2 separate regions of the Zea mays genome follow, and region 2 is linked to region 1. Evidence: chromatin contacts called from public Hi-C data. All regions are on one chromosome and are shown on one strand. The core of a region is the stretch at or near the end of the contact, and the rest is flanking DNA. Distances in the headings are between cores, read along the strand shown.

Region 1 (7,837 bases), core at 1,751-4,250:
TATCATTATCAGGACATTGTGCTATAAAATGACCAAACTTACCGCATTTGAAGCAGGAGCGTTTTCCCAATAATAGTCTAGCAAGCTCACGAGCTCCGAAGTAGCTGATGCATCCATAAGGGAGTCAATTCTTAGCAAGGTTAATACATCCTTCAGACAAGCTTTGTTGAGATATGTGAAATGAATGCACATCCTCCATTTCCATTTGATGTCTTTACCATGACCATGTTGGCAAGCCATTCTAGGTAGGTAACTTCTCTTACTACTCCAACACTAAGGAGTCTTTTTTACATTAGCCATCGCACCTTTGGCTTATCATCGGACATCTTTTAAAGCCTTTGCTTTCTTGGTTTAATGTTTAGATCTATGTTGAGTGCATGCTCTATGATGCTTTTATCAACTCCAGATAGGTCATTAGCTAACCAAACAAAGACATCTTTGTTGTGAAACAAGAATCTTTTGAGGGTTGCTCCATGTTTCGAAGCTAGTTGAGGACATAATAAAACCCTTTGACCATCGACATCTTTGTAGAGGAGGACTGGCTTCGACTGATATATTGAAGTTGCTTTTTCTTTGACTTGTTTGTCTTGCACTTGAGCTTGAGTTTTAGCTTCGTCGATATTATGGATAGCCTTGGACTCTTGCTAGGTTCCTTCAACCCTTCTTGCGGCTTCTTGACTTCCATGGACTGATATAATGCCTTGATTGCTTAGTATTTTCATGCAGATAAAGTGTAGTGTAAAACTGCTTTGAAGGCATTGAGTAACCCTCTTCCAATGATTTTATTATATGGAAACTCCTTGTTGATGATGTCAAACACAACTTCCTTTGTTCTGGTGTTTTTGATGTAGCCGAAGGTAACAAGCATGGTCAACTTCCTGTTAGGAGCCTACATTGCCGAAGGTCCTCTTATCAACTGTATTGCATAGTTGTGCTTTAAGAGTACAATAAAGGTCATGTCGAAGATCACATGTTCACGAAGAAACAATTATCTGTCTAGCATATAGCTTCGACGTGAATAAGTGTGTTTCAGGAATGTTTTCACTTGCATACGAAGCTAACCTTTGGCTCAAGCAGTAAACAAGTACGCTTCATCTATATGCAAGTAGCAGAGACGACTGTCGAAGGCAATGACTTCGGGCACGAGCCAAAAAGAAGGTTACTGAACAACGAAGGCTGAGACCCGCAAAGCCGAAGGCGGAGAAAATACGATATTGTCCTTATATCACTTGTAAACAGTATATGTAAAACCTTGTTGGACATAATTGTAAATCTGTATAAAGACGAAGTGTTAATTATAGGATGAAGGTCTTCATTTTTAACTGGTGTTGACTTGATTGATAATTGTTACTTCTATGTACCAATATATTTTGATGCTCCTATGTGTTTGAAGGAGCAATTTATATGTTAAACGCATCGCGCAAGACGCTAACAACTTACTAGTAGCAGAATAGAATCGAGGATATACAAAATTCTGTTTTTAGCATCTCGTTTCATGAAATTTATCAATCTGGTAACTTTTTTGTGGATTTGAATTCCACATAACGAGAGCCTTTGCATAGAATTTCATAAAATTAAGGAGATGTTTGAATGCAATAAAGCTAATAATTAGTGATTAAAATTAGGTAGAGACATCTAAACACTTTAGCTAATATTTTAGCTATTAACTATTTTTAGTAAATTAGCTACTAGTTAGCTAACTATTTGTTAGCTTGCTAATTCTACTAACAACTTTTTAGCTAACTAACTATTATCTCTAGTGTATAGAAACACCTTCTTTATATATTACAGCGTCGGTGGATGAATCACGAGCTGGTGGCCGTGGCGGTGCCGTGTGCCACGTGCCCGGGTATGCTGGCAGAGAAACACGGTGGACTCGGTCACCGAGGTGGGCAGTCAGCATTGGACTCATCTGTCATCTCCGGGCAAAACGTGCTCCATCAACCATCGCAGGCTCGCAGCCTAGGAAAAATTAACTTTTTTGCTATATAAATAAAACTTCGTTAGTGAGTGAGTTGTATGATTAACTATACGTTTGGTTGAGGAGGCAGTTCCATTTCGGTTTCTAGGAATTAAGACATTTTATTCTGTGTTTGACGAGCAGAACAAAACCGCTTCATTTTTGTTTGGTTGAAAAGTAGAATAGAGTGAAGCCGTTTCGTTCGTTGTTTGATTGGAGAGCCATATAAATGTAGAGTGGAGGAGAGGGAGAAGAGCGCTCGCGTCCGTGAGAGAGCTCGCATCCGATTGTTTTGGTGGAGCGAGAGCATCCCAAATATTTGCCATATATAGATTTCAGGAGCCGCTCCGCTCTCCTCCATTGGAAACCAAACATCAAAAAAATAAGAATGGAGCCGTTCCATTTCTCTCCGCTCCTCAACCAAACACATCAGCAGTGTTCGGTTAATTCCGTTATCCATGAATTGGATGAGATTAAAAAAATTAAGAAGAAATTTAACTTTTTTGGATTTAAATTCACCCAATCCCACATAATTCGCATGGATTGAGAACTAACCGAACAGACCTAACGGGACGTTTGGATCCCTTCATTTAGAGGAATTGGAATTCACTCAATAAAGTAACTTATTTAGTTTGGAATTTGACATTCCACCACTTTCTAAAGTTAATATATAAGCCTATCTCAAATTAATGGGATGGAGGGTGAGAAATGATTTTATGCATGACTAGAATTGGTTTCTAATCTATAACTTACATGACACTCTTCGTCTCACTCCCTTATAGTAAAAATATAGCACATAAATATTTTCGACATCTTGCTAATAATATTATATAAATATATTTTGTATAAAATCGAATTAGCTTAATTGATATATGACTAAATTACTGTTATTAGAATGTAATTCAATTTCAATAATCCAAACGGGAAGTAAGTGAATTTTGTAAAAATGACAAAAAGGAAGAGTCCCGCAGCGCACAACGGCCGCACAAGCAAAGGCGGGGGAGAGAGCTCCGTGCAGTCACCGTCGTGTTCGGAACGAGCGAGAGAGCGGGAGACGAGTCGCGGCGCCTCTGCTGTGCTGTCTTCTTCTCCCCCTCTGCTCTGCTTCGGCTCCTCACGCGGCCTCGCCGAGACCCGCAGGTACGCCTTCGGCCTTCCCATTGGGACTCCTCCGTGACTCCGTCTCCCTGGGGTCACGGGTCCGCGCCGCCTCAGATCCGGGCAACCCGTTGCGACACCGCCTTGGTGCGGCTGCGGTGGTGGGCAGTTCCGTGGTACTGCGGCAGGCACGCCAAAGACAGTTTCTCTTTTCTTTCTTCCCTGCTGCCCATGGCGGCGGCCGGGCGGAGAAAGATTGAACTCTTGACTCTTCTCACTGCCATAGCAGATGTATGCACGCACGCAAACGTTCCTTTCGGTTGCGTCAGTAGCCTGTAAGCTTGGCTGCTCGGCTCTGTGATCTTCGTTCCTCCTCTTTCGGGCAACCAGGTTCAATCTAATTTCGATTTGGTAGCTAACTTTTTCAGCAAGTGGTTGTTAGGTGTTGTTGCATTTGTGGTGTCCGAGATTGATTGGTAACCACACGCCACTTGCGAGCGACCCTTTTTGACTGTTTTAGTTTCTCCCTTCGCATGCGCCTGTGTCCGTAGGATTCTGTTGCGTCGATTAGCTTAGGTATGGGGAAAAGGTCGAGCCTTGCATTTCAATACTACGTGCTGTCATTTCTATATTCCTGATGCTCCGCTGCTGATCACACGCTCAACTGCCTTTAGCTCTAGACCGCTCAATCTGCTCTGGGGAATATTTCATCATGTGTAAAGTAGGTGCCCGGCGTCGTCCCATTTGCTGGATCAAGTTAGGTTCAAAAAAATTGAAATTACTACTTTTCCGGTTTCCAAACACATACAGTGATCTCCACTTTGTCTTCGATGCACTGTGCTCTGGTCGCTCGTTTATCTTATCTTCGCCTGCCTGTGGCCTGTGGTGGTACTGATTCGTGCTATCCTACTGGAGAATTTGTCAAACCCCCGCTAGGCATATTTTTCAAACTCACGGCACAAAGCTAGCGTCACTTGGAAGAGTACCTATATAAATAACACCCCCTTGCTGCCTTGTGCTTGCAGAACAGGGGGTTCAGACTTCTTGGTGAGAGCGATATGAGTGTCCCAGGTCAATGCTCATCCCAGCCACAATTTATCACCAGCGTTGGGAGGAGTAACCGCTCCAATGGCCCCGGCACTCCTCTTATCGAAAGCATAGATGTTGATCAAATTGTTATTCCAGAGGTATGCTATACTTTTGATAGCCCGTGCTTGATTTTGGAAAAGAACAAGATGTCTCCGTGACAGCTAACATATAAGCTTAATTGTTAGTCTCGCTCTTTCTTTCTCAAGATAATCTTCCTCTGAATATGTTGTCGTGATGTGTGCCATCTGAAGTTTCAAACTTGATGCGCCATAGTGTAGAAAGAATGATGAACTGAACATTAGCTTTTATCGAGAAATAGAAGGAATAGTCAACAAGTGAATAGGAAACAATGATATACTTAGATTGCTCTACTAACTTTTGTATCTCCAGATCTTATGCCTTCATAATGATGAGAAACTAACTATTGCCTGACATATCACTTTGACAGAAAAACAGTTGGAAGAACTTATTCTCATACATAGGGCCTGGATTTCTCGTCTCAATTGCATATATTGATCCTGGAAACTGTAAGATTAACGGATTCACTTTTCTTCGATTCTCATTGAGTATTTCCCTTCCATCTATTGTGTATTCTTCACAAATTTTTTGGTGTGTCTTGCAGTTGAGACGGATCTACAGGCTGGAGCACAGTACAAATATGAGGTGCCTGCTGCTTCAGTCTTATGTTCCCACTTGTGCGTGTGTGTGTTGTGTTTTTTTTTCTTTTTTGTTTCTTCCATTCAGTTAAGCCATGCTTCTCTCTAACAAAGACTCTTCAATTGCAGCTTCTTTGGATCATACTTGTTGCATCCTGTGCTGCTCTTATTATTCAATCACTTGCAGCCAGGCTAGGGGTTGTGACAGGTTGGTATTTTATGTTTGTTAATTTATTGCATCCTTCAATCCTTCCCTGTGAGCATTGCTAATACAACAACAACAAAGCCTTGTGAGCATTGCTAATAGTTTGTGAAATTCCTCTGTGTACAGGGAAACATCTTGCAGAGCATTGCAGGGCTGAGTATCCCAAGGTCACAAATTTTGTCTTATGGATTCTTGCAGAACTTGCTGTTGTTGCATGTGACATTCCTGAAGGTATCAAAAATACATTTCAGTTGCTTTTTGCATGTTTTTTAAATTTAAGCACAGAGCTACTTGGGTTTTATCCAGCCATTTAATAATACTGCAGATGGTGTGAAACTAATTCTTTACTAGATATAAATTGGAAATTACAGTTTGCTTTGGTAAATTGTCTGTCAAACTAGCAGATCACACAACCGATTCTTTTAGCTTTATGTTGAATTCTCCAGTAATTTCTTATCAACTAAGATGGCGGTTTACTCTTTGTAGTAATTGGAACTGCTTTTGCTCTAAACATGCTGTTCAGAATCCCAGTATGGTGTGGTGTTCTAATAACTGGACTCAGCACTCTAATGCTCTTATTGCTGCAGCAATATGGGGTAAGACCATTTCATATTACATGTCCAAGTATTCCTCATTGAAAACCTAAATTCTATTCAAAGCAGCTTTATTAACAGATAGTATAGACAAGATCATCAATATGATGACATAGTTAATAGACATCACTCATATCGGTCTTGTTTGAGTGGCTCATATTGTGTACTGTAATTTTCTTGGTGCAGGTCCGTAAGCTAGAATTTCTGATTGCATTTCTGGTGTTCTTAATAGCAACATGTTTCTTAGTTGAACTTGGGTATTCTAAACCAAATGCTCCAGAAGTTGTTAGGGGCCTTTTTGTTCCTGAACTTAAAGGAAATGGAGCTACAGGCCTTGCTATCTCATTACTTGGTGCTATGGTGATGCCGTAAGCTTCTTTTTCTATCTTTCTGTTCCCAAGCATTTGGTTTAGAACATAAGACCTTTTTCCATTTATCTGTTACATAAATTGCAGGCACAATCTTTTTCTGCACTCAGCATTAGTATTGTCAAGAAAAGTGCCACGGTCTGTTCATGGGATTAAGGTAACCTCTAATTCTCCTTATACTGGCGGACAGACCTAACGTGCTATTTTTATTTTCAGATGATTAAACATCTATTTACCTCCAATAATTCACTCTCTTGCAGGAGGCCTGCAGATTCTATACGATTGAAAGTGCATTTGCCCTTACAGTTGCTTTTCTCATCAACATATCTATCATATCTGTCAGTGGTTCTGTCTGTGGTTCAGGTAATTTAAACCCAGAAGATCAAGCAAATTGCAGTGATCTGGACCTAAATAAGGCTTCATTTTTGTTAAAGGTAGGCCAAGAAGTTTAAGTATTCATATGATTGTCAAATTCATAAATGAAAAATACTTGATAGAGTGTTTTTGTGCTAGAACTTCTATATTTTTCACTGAGTTTTGGGTTATTTCTCTTTCTTCTTTGCGGACATGAGCAGGAAAGTATTAAGGCAGAAAGCCAGAAACTTTAAAAAATTCATAGGGAAAAAGCACTTTTGACACCAACTAGGCAGATAGCTTTACATAGAGCTTCTGCTTCAGTTTTGAAATGTTTTTTGTGAAGTCTATATATACTTTTCGGTAAATATTCAAATCTGACACTGCATTTTCTTTACTGTTCTTTTAGAATGTCCTTGGAAACTGGAGCTCAAAGTTGTTTGCAGTTGCTTTGTTGGCATCTGGTCAGAGTTCTACAATTACGGGGACATATGCTGGACAATATGTCATGCAGGTTTTTGGAACTTATACCTTATTTCAGTTCTAGTTCGCAAGTTGAATGGCAGGTTGTTTTATGATGCATATTACTCGAGGCATTTGATGTTGATCAGAAGTAATCAAGCATTTGCTTGCTTGCAACATTAGTTTGTTTAGCTGTTAGATATGAAAAGTACAGAAAATAAATTAGTACATAACTCTTAGATTTGCAATGAACAAGCTTGGGCTTATGAGTTTCAGTGCCAACCTCCAAGGTTCTCTTGGTCAGCTAGATTGCAGAGAAAAAGGACAGATACGGGGTAAGCTTAGGTCACCACCATTATTAATGTCTCCCATTATTTAATACAGTACGCTGCTAATTGTCTTCCCTTGTCTCAAATAACGCGTTGAATCATTTTAATTATTTTTATTGTTTTGCCTAAAGGAAAACTAAGTAATCAACCAAGCATTTTGGACTTGTGAAACTTCATTTGCTATATACTAACATTTACTCACCTAATCTAGGGGTTTTTAGATCTTCGGATGAAACCCTGGATACGCAATCTTGTCACGAGGTCCTTGGCTATCCTGCCAAGTTTGATCGTGTCAATTATTGGTGGTTCTTCAGCAGCTGGCCAGTTGATTATCATTGCATCGGTAATCAGTGAACTTTACTGTTGTACTCTTCTATACCTCAAAAACTTAATAGTTCTATAATGTTTAATCTCATTACTCATGTCAATTAAGGTTTTTAGCTCCGTATATGTTAACTAATGCCTTGCTCGGCTACATGCAGATGATACTGTCATTTGAACTCCCTTTTGCTTTAGTTCCACTCCTTAAATTCACCAGCAGCAAAACAAAGATGGGGCAGCATACAAATTCAATATTCGTGAGTCATTTTGTCACAGAATCGACAGTAATTACCTTGAATTTGCATAGCAACTCATCTAACTTGATTGTCAAATGCAGACTGCTGTGCTGACATGGATGATCGGCTCGTTTATTGTTGTCATCAACACCTACTTTCTGATAAC
Region 2 (7,837 bases), core at 3,063-5,562, 660 kb after region 1:
TTTGCAGTGGAAGATTGTTGTCTTTCTCCGGGGACCTTATTTTCCTTACAATGAGACTATCACATGAAATAGACTTGAAAAGGTGTTAGTCTCAAAGTATTAGATTATAGAATAACCTCCCCCTGAAGGTGTGCATACAAGTTTTGAATACTTGTAGGAGACATGCACTTTGATTTGATATCAAGAGGGGCAAATTATCCATAATCCGAACTTTGGCACATATAAGTTAAATGATACAGCTTGTAGAAATCAAAATTTTCAATTGATGCATCATTTACTATGGAGTGATATAGAAGCTATGTGCCGTGCTTAACTAAACATTTTAAACCATGTAGGTTTGCTTAAGTATATGAATTGAAAGCAAGCAATCCTACCATGTGATGTACCTAGTATGCATAATTTTTAAACAAAAGTAAATAACAAATGTAATACTAGGCAAGAAAGGTAAACTAGATACAAAGTAAATAGATACGCATATCTAAAAACAAGAGATACAATAAAACTAGTTACCTTAGTCATGGGTGGGAAATTTGGGTCCAAAATTTTCACTAACCCGCTTGGCAATAAACTTGATCCAATTTGATGTATCCCATGATATACATCCCAAATTTGCCAAGTCTCCAAATTTCTCGAAGACCTTCGATCCACTCACTTCTCTTTCGGGATCCAAACCTTCTTGGTGCTTTTCATGGTTGAAATTATTTCCTTTGGCACCCAGATGCGTTTGGCCCCTTTTCCTTTGTTGGCTTGCTTGTTGGCCTTGATTGCTATCACCTTTCTATTCTTTTTCTTGATCAAATATGGTGTAGCAGTCTTTTTGTCCACTTTTTTGATGTAGGTGTTGGAGATTTTGCTTGATGACTCTTGCTTGAGCTTTTGCCTTTGTTTATCCTCGGTCATCGCCTTGCATTGGAAAGACTTGTGGCCTTCCATGTGGCATAGCCTACAAATCACAGTTTCTCCCTCCATAGGCTTGTTCACTCTTGCAGTGGTGTTATCCTATGGAGATCGGATTTGTTTGGCTTTGCCTTTCTTGTCATACAAAGCCTTGCCAAGGCGAGCCACTTCTTGCTTTAATTGTTCATTTTCCTTTGCAACCTCATCCAAACATGTCTCTACAACAATATTCTCAACAATGACTTGGTTGCAGGGGTTAGAATCATCAATTAAATCAAAGCAGGAAGTAGAAGCATCTTTCTTAATTATTTCAGATATTTCAACTAAAGATGCTGCTGGGGTGCTACCAATATTTTCTAGCTTAGTAGTTAGCTCATTATTATGTGTGATAAGAATTTCCATTTTCTCTAGCAAATTTTCAATAGCTTCTTGGGAGCTAGCTAACTTAGCCTTAAGTTTTTCATTCTTTTTAATAAGGCTATCATCGGTAGCAGTGGATGGAGCACTAGATTCTAATAGCTCAATTTTAGTTGATAGCTCACTATTTAAGTTTGCAAAAGTTTCAAATTTTTCTAGCAAACCTTTGTAATCATTTTGAGAGCTAACCAACTTATTTTTCAAAGTTTTAAGTTGAGCTTTTTGCTTAGTGCAAACATCTTGGAAAAAATTTGCGGCTTCCGCAAGCTCATCTACGGAGGGCTTTCCCTCACCTTCTTCATCACTGCTACTTTCATCACTAGAGGATGGAATGCTTTTGTTACCTCTTGCCATAAGGCATTTGTGTGATGACTGTGATGAGCGTGATGAGGACCGGTGGCTGCGCGTCCTTGGAGGTTCATCTTCACTTGAAGAGTCATCCCAAGTTCTAACACTTGTTAGCGCCTTGCCTTTGCTCCTCTCCTTTTTGGGTTTGGCCATATTTGGACAGTTGTCCCTGAGGTGGCCCTTCTCCCCACATGCGAAGCATCCTCTCTTCCTTTGCTTTTTCCTATCAATGTTAAAGAGAAGATCCTCGACCTGCAGGGGCACACCCATTAGATTAATCTTGCGGATCATCCTCATTACCTTTCCGACGCGTCGGATTGTTTCTTCGTCCTCGGAGGATGATGTGTATGGTTGATTATCTTCATCATCATCACTTTCTTCTTCTTCCTCTTCTTCGCTTGAGGAACTTGGAGTGGGAGCCTTTTTTCCCTTTCCTTTCTTCACATGCAAAAGCATATGGTCTTGAGGAAGTTGGCTCCTCTCCCTGACTCATTTTTCGCGACATCCCAAAGGCCACAATTTTCCCAATCACAATGGTCGGGGTCATGTTGCTCAAGTCCTCCATGTTATGAAGGATAGTGATGATGCTTCCATATCTTTGTTGCGGTAGCAGGGAGATAATCTTCCTCACAATGTCCGCATCACCTAGCTTATTAATGCCAATAGAATTGAGCTCATTGATAATTAAATTCAAACGAGAATACATGTCTCTAACAAGCTCATCATCTTTCATAGCAAAAGAATTATACTCATTTAAGACTAGGCAATGTTTTTGCTCACGGACATTACATGTGCCGTCATGGAGCTCATGCAATTTTAGCCAAATCTCATTAACAGTTTTCAAGGTAAATACTTGATTAAAAATATCAATGCTAAGAGATTCATACAAGCAATTTTTGGCTCTAGCATTTAAATGGATTTCTTTTTCCTCACTCGTGGTGGGTTTCTCGGGATCCTTGAGGGGTTTCATCTCGTCACGAGTGACTCTCCAAACACCTAGATCAACGGCCTCTAGGTAACAAGCCATTCTAGCACTATAATATGGGAAGTTAGTGCTGTCGAAGTGTGTTGGCCTATGGGTATCCACCCCTTCCTCTAAAAAGCGTCGACTCTTTTAGCGGTGAAGTTAAAGCGTTTCAAATGAGCCAAACCGGGCTCTGATACCACTTGTAGGAAACGGGTGACGCCTAAGAGGGGTGAATTAGGACTTCTAAAACTTTCACTAAACTAGGCCACAAATAAATCCCTAGAGCAAAACCTATGCAAGTAATCAAACTAGAGAGTGCAAAGAGGTTTTGTCTAAGTGTTGCTATCTCTACCACAATGGCTAAGTTTCAATCTACACTATATAAGTATGAATACAAGATTGAAACTTAGATGCTTAATATAAATGCGGAAACTTAAAGAGCAAAGTAGAGAAGCAAACTCTCGTGGATGACGCCAGTATTTTTACCGAGGTATCCAGAACCACGCAAGGTCCCGACTAATCCTCGTTGGTGCCCATACGCAAAGGGAAGCCCACGCGAGGGCCAAGCACCACGGTCGAGTAACTCCGTAGAGAGCCGCGGGCCTTCTCCACTCGCAAGTGGTGCTCCGCTTCCGGCTCCTCTCGGACGCTCCCCGCCGTCTCCACTATCGAGCTTCTAGCCAAAACGCCGCGGGCCTCGTTCCCTCCGGTACACGGTGGCGGCCGTGACACAAACGCGGTTGTCACGGTCTCGCAAGACTCTCGCCCCACTCGGTACAATTACAACGGCTCACGCAAGAGTCAAGGGGTTGTGTGGTTTGTCTAAACTCACTCAACTAACTAGGGTTCACCTAGAGCAAGCGCTAAAGCGGTCTATCTAACCTAAGCACTTCGCAAAGCACCTACGCTAATCACCGAGTGATTCTATTAAGCACTTGGGTGTTTGAGCTCTTGGAAATGTGCATTATATGCCTTGGTATGTTGCTTGGGCTCCCACACCTGAGAATGGTCGGTTGGGGTGGTATTTATAGCCTCCAATCACCAAACTAGCCGTTGGACAGAAAGCAGCAGCTTTCTGTCGTCGGGTGCACCGTACAGTCCGGTGCACCACCGGACAGCCACTGTGCAGTGTCCGGTGCACGCCACGTCAGCCGACCATTGACGCCTGTAGCAGTCGACCGTTGGATCCGACCGTTGTCGTCTGTCCGGTGCATACCGGACAGTCCGGTGCTACAGCCCGAGAGCACCTGTCTGTGGCCTCTCTGCGCAGACTGTCCGGTTGTCCCACCAAACAGTCCGGTGCGCACCGGACAGGTACTGTTCACTGTCCGATGCGCCACCAGACGCTGGCTGACAGCCCTCTTCAAGGTTTCTTCGTTGATTTTTTCGGGCTTCTTTTGTTCTTGAGTCTTGAACTTCTGTGCATCATTTTATGTCTTCTTTTGAGGTGTTGCTTTCCTCAATTCCTTAGTGCAAGTAAATATTGCATCCTGTGAACTACAAACACAAACACTAAAAAACTTATTAGTTCATAGATTGTGTTATTCATTAAACATCAAAACTCAATTAGCCAAACTGCCCGGAGTCCATTTTCCTTACAAACTTGAAGGCGCTCTACATCCACGCATTCGGCATCACGCTGTCGTTGTTTCAGACGTTCCGCATCACGCTGCCGTTGTTTCTACACGTTCAACATCACCTTGTCCGTGTTCTGAACAGCCACTTGTTGCGTCGCTCGGCTACGGCACAACAACGACCTTCCTCAGCATGTTGAGAGCATGTTGAGTGACTGACACAAAGGCCGGCAACCTCACGCGAAGGCATTCCAATTATGTGGCCGGATCAACAGTTACTTATTAGAGGTCGCCAGGCATGAGGTTAGATGTAGATGAAGAAGCGGTAGAGGGAGGTAACAAGAGCGGAAATACCATGAAAGTGGAATGAATCACACAATAAAAAGATTACATCGACCATTAGGCAACTAAATAAGCTTAGCTACCGAGGAAAAGAATTCGAAAGGTGGAAATAAGACTTTACATATCGGTAGATAAGCTATTCTATTCTTAGTGCCTTAGCCAATCTAGGTCCCGAAGTCTTGCTGCTCGTCCGGCAAGTCAGGGGCATGCTTAACGTGCAACCTTATATGGCTAACAGATACAAACCCATCACATCCTTCATTGTCATCATGAGTCCTGATGTTTGCTGGAAAGATTTCAAGGGTACTTTAGACGAGATTCACCAAAACATATGGTACAATGGCAATGTACAGATATCTATAAGGTTAACAGTGGATATGCAGAATGAAGAAAGCACACTACTTCTACCTTAATATAATTATGATCAAAGTGGTAAAGACTTGTCATAATCATTCTTCAGACATGTGACCAACCTTGATGATTTTCAGTGCGAGAACACGTATGAAAAAGTTTACCATTCTCTGTAGCAGGTGATATTATGTTCAATGTGTGACATAGGGTGCTAGCATGACCAAAGAAACTCAGCAAGATTACAAATACACAGTATCAGGAACCTGAAAAAAAAAGTAGAATTCTTAAGTAATGAAATGTGAAAGAGAAACCTGTCGATATAGATGGAAAGTTGTGGATTCTACCTGATTTTCAGGTCACACAAGATCACACACCCTGCATCCTTCTGAACACATAATGAACAGATGAGGGATCTACATCACACCTGACACCCTCACCTCCATACTGTACAAAGAGGTATTCTCTCGAAGACACTGGAGGGGGCAAAAGATCTGATACCAGGGCTAGATCTTGGTTGGGAAGTAAAGATTCCCTTTGGTTTAGTGAGTAGTACACATCCGCAAGGAGAAGCCAGACAAGATCAGCATCCATGCAGGCAAGGCCTGCCAATGCCCTTATAGCAGCTTCCTGCAAACCTGTCAAACTACTGTAGGCAATGCCTACCACAAGGCCACAGACCTTCTTTAGTACGCTTTCTAGTGCAACAGCACTTCTCTTGTTCGAAGATATTGCAGCGATCATGTCCAGGACTGCAATCTGAATCTTTTGGCTGGAGATCTCAGCCATAGGTTCCTCTGAGTTAAGTGAGGTATCCCTATATGGTAAAATGATTGCTTTTTCATCCATCTTTGACAGACGTCGGAATGGAGATAAAGCCAGCAACCTCCAAACAATAGGTCCATCCTTATGAAACCTGCGTACATAAAAATCGCCGCCAGATATGCAAATTGCTCGCCTCAACATTTCGGTGCACTTCCTAACAACCGGCTGCAAAACAACAGTATGGTAAGTGAATATCTTACACCTCAGGAAGGTAGCATACAATCAGGTTAAAGTTAGAGAAAAAGCAGGTACCCCATAAACTAAATGCAACATGAAAACTCTAGTCCAGGAGCCAAGAAAATATAAATGTGTATAAATTTGTTGTTTATTGACTAATACTCCCTCTGTTCCTTCCACGAAAAATTAAATCTGCATGCAGGTGAGCATGCGAGCGTGAGTACTGAGTATGATGCAGCATCAATTGCACGGAGCAGAAAAAACAAGGATTAACTCAGCGTTAATCTCATCCTTGTCTGTGCACTAAAGCAAATATGATATCTAAATAAAAACGGAGGGAGATGTCAAAAATCCATAGATATCCAAACTGACCACTATAATTCCTGACCCAAGCTCAAGCATATAAATTGGGTTTCCTTCCATTGCAAACTACATGTTCAATGACTAGAATACAACTGAAACATAGAGAAATATTAAGGAAGATATGAAGAACCAAGGAGTTGAACTAAAAGCTGAAGTAGGCAACATCATGCATTGTATCAAATTCAGATGATCCACCTGAATAATGTTCAAAACCATATTGAGTGCCCATATAAAAACTAAAAAAAGAAAAGGTGAGCTAGACCCCTAAACCACATGTCTGGTCCTAGTCAAACAGCTGTATGACAGATCAAAACCCAAGAACCGTGACTTCGTGCAAGGGAGAATGAAAAAAAAGAGAATGAAAAAAAATAACACTGATGAATCAACACGATGTAGGGGGTACTAAAAAACAAACAGAGCTTACACAATGGAAAATAACCAGATGTGAAAAAACGTACCACTGAGATCTTGTTCCTTAGACAGATAACCAAGTAAGGCCACAGTTTGTTCATTGCTGGGAGTAGCCTATTTTCATCAACATCTTCGGTGGCATCTGTACCATCAAGAAGCTCGTCAAATGAACAAAACTGGATGGCCTCCTCAATGACTCCTTTGCTTTGACATTCACACTTATAAGCCTCCTCAACATTGGCAATAGATATAGCAGCACTCTGTAGGCAATAGATAACATTGATGTTATGTCCACAACTGTAAGAAATAACTTCTGCACTGGGACTGAAACATATTTGAGGTATATGTTACTAATTAACATTGCAAGATATTTTTCACCAATGTTTTTTTAAAAAATGAAAATATAGATTATGACATGAGAACTGTTCTCCAAGTAATATAAGGTAGCAAGCTGCAAAGGCAGTTGGTATGATAAAAAAATAGTGTTATCCTATCAATACAAAAATTGGAAAACAAATAACTTCTACATAGCTATCCCACAGTATTGTATGAGCATAAGCTAGAAATTGATATAAAGAACAAACAGTATATCAACCAAGTTAATAAAAATCAATATTTGGAATATCATTGCAAACGATGGCTGAAAGAATAGCAAAGAAAACAGTGCAAACACATGAAAAAGACAAGGCCGTATAAATTACTAATAAGGTGATGTTTTCCTTCCAATTGAAGCAATAGAATAAAAATCACTACTTCAATTTATTAAATGGCATTGTCCTTACAGAAAGAAATACCTCCACAATGTCAAGGGCCACAAGGCATGCTGTTTCCTTATTGGAAGAGAGAAGTGGGATGGCAGCTGATAAACAAGAGCCCGCAAGAGACCCAACTATTCTCCTATATCTTCTCATCTCATTTAGCTTACAAAATAAATCTTCCCAGTATTCCAAGGTCATAAAGTAAGATCGAGCATCAACATTCTTTCTTTCTGATGCAATAATGAAGTTAGGATATTAGTGATATTACAATGTGAGGTCCTTGAATGAAGAAAATAAAAAAAACGAAGTGCCAAAAAAATACAAAAAGACTACCACATTTTGCAGGATACAACAGTTGAACCATGTTACATCAGAGTCAGGTGTTCCAGAGTACCATACATCAATGGTAA

The links. A called contact is a pair of places that touch in the nucleus more often than the background predicts.
Region 2: a Hi-C map of ear shows a contact between it and region 1, with 2.9 times the contacts expected there. The contact joins the enhancer-like site here to the promoter of LOC100193537 in region 1. A contact is called at or near these places in 2 of 25 Hi-C or Micro-C datasets (ear and tassel).

What each region holds. Positions count from the first base shown.
Region 1 is chr5:44,646,584-44,654,420 of Zm-B73-REFERENCE-NAM-5.0, forward strand. It overlaps LOC100193537 (nramp aluminum transporter1), which reads left to right and starts at 3,001. Exons shown (of 14, transcript NM_001138648.1): 1 at 3,001-3,100; 2 at 4,084-4,245; 3 at 4,596-4,674; 4 at 4,770-4,810; 5 at 4,933-5,011; 6 at 5,135-5,239; 7 at 5,495-5,604; 8 at 5,788-5,969; 9 at 6,057-6,126; 10 at 6,230-6,403; 11 at 6,733-6,837; 12 at 7,326-7,457; 13 at 7,597-7,692; 14 at 7,773-7,837. The coding sequence starts at 4,117.
Region 2 is chr5:45,310,154-45,317,990 of Zm-B73-REFERENCE-NAM-5.0, forward strand. It overlaps LOC100273882, which reads right to left. Exons shown (of 18, transcript NM_001362448.1): 15 at 7,464-7,657; 16 at 6,717-6,929; 17 at 5,241-5,883; 18 at 4,955-5,159. The coding sequence ends at 5,263. Among protein-coding and RNA genes, the nearest start is that of LOC100273882, 21 kb to the right of the region's middle. Within about 2 kb of position 4,313, at least 3 of the 20 cell types and tissues checked have an H3K27ac peak or open chromatin away from gene starts, as enhancers often do. A contact at or near this core is called in ear, where this site is marked.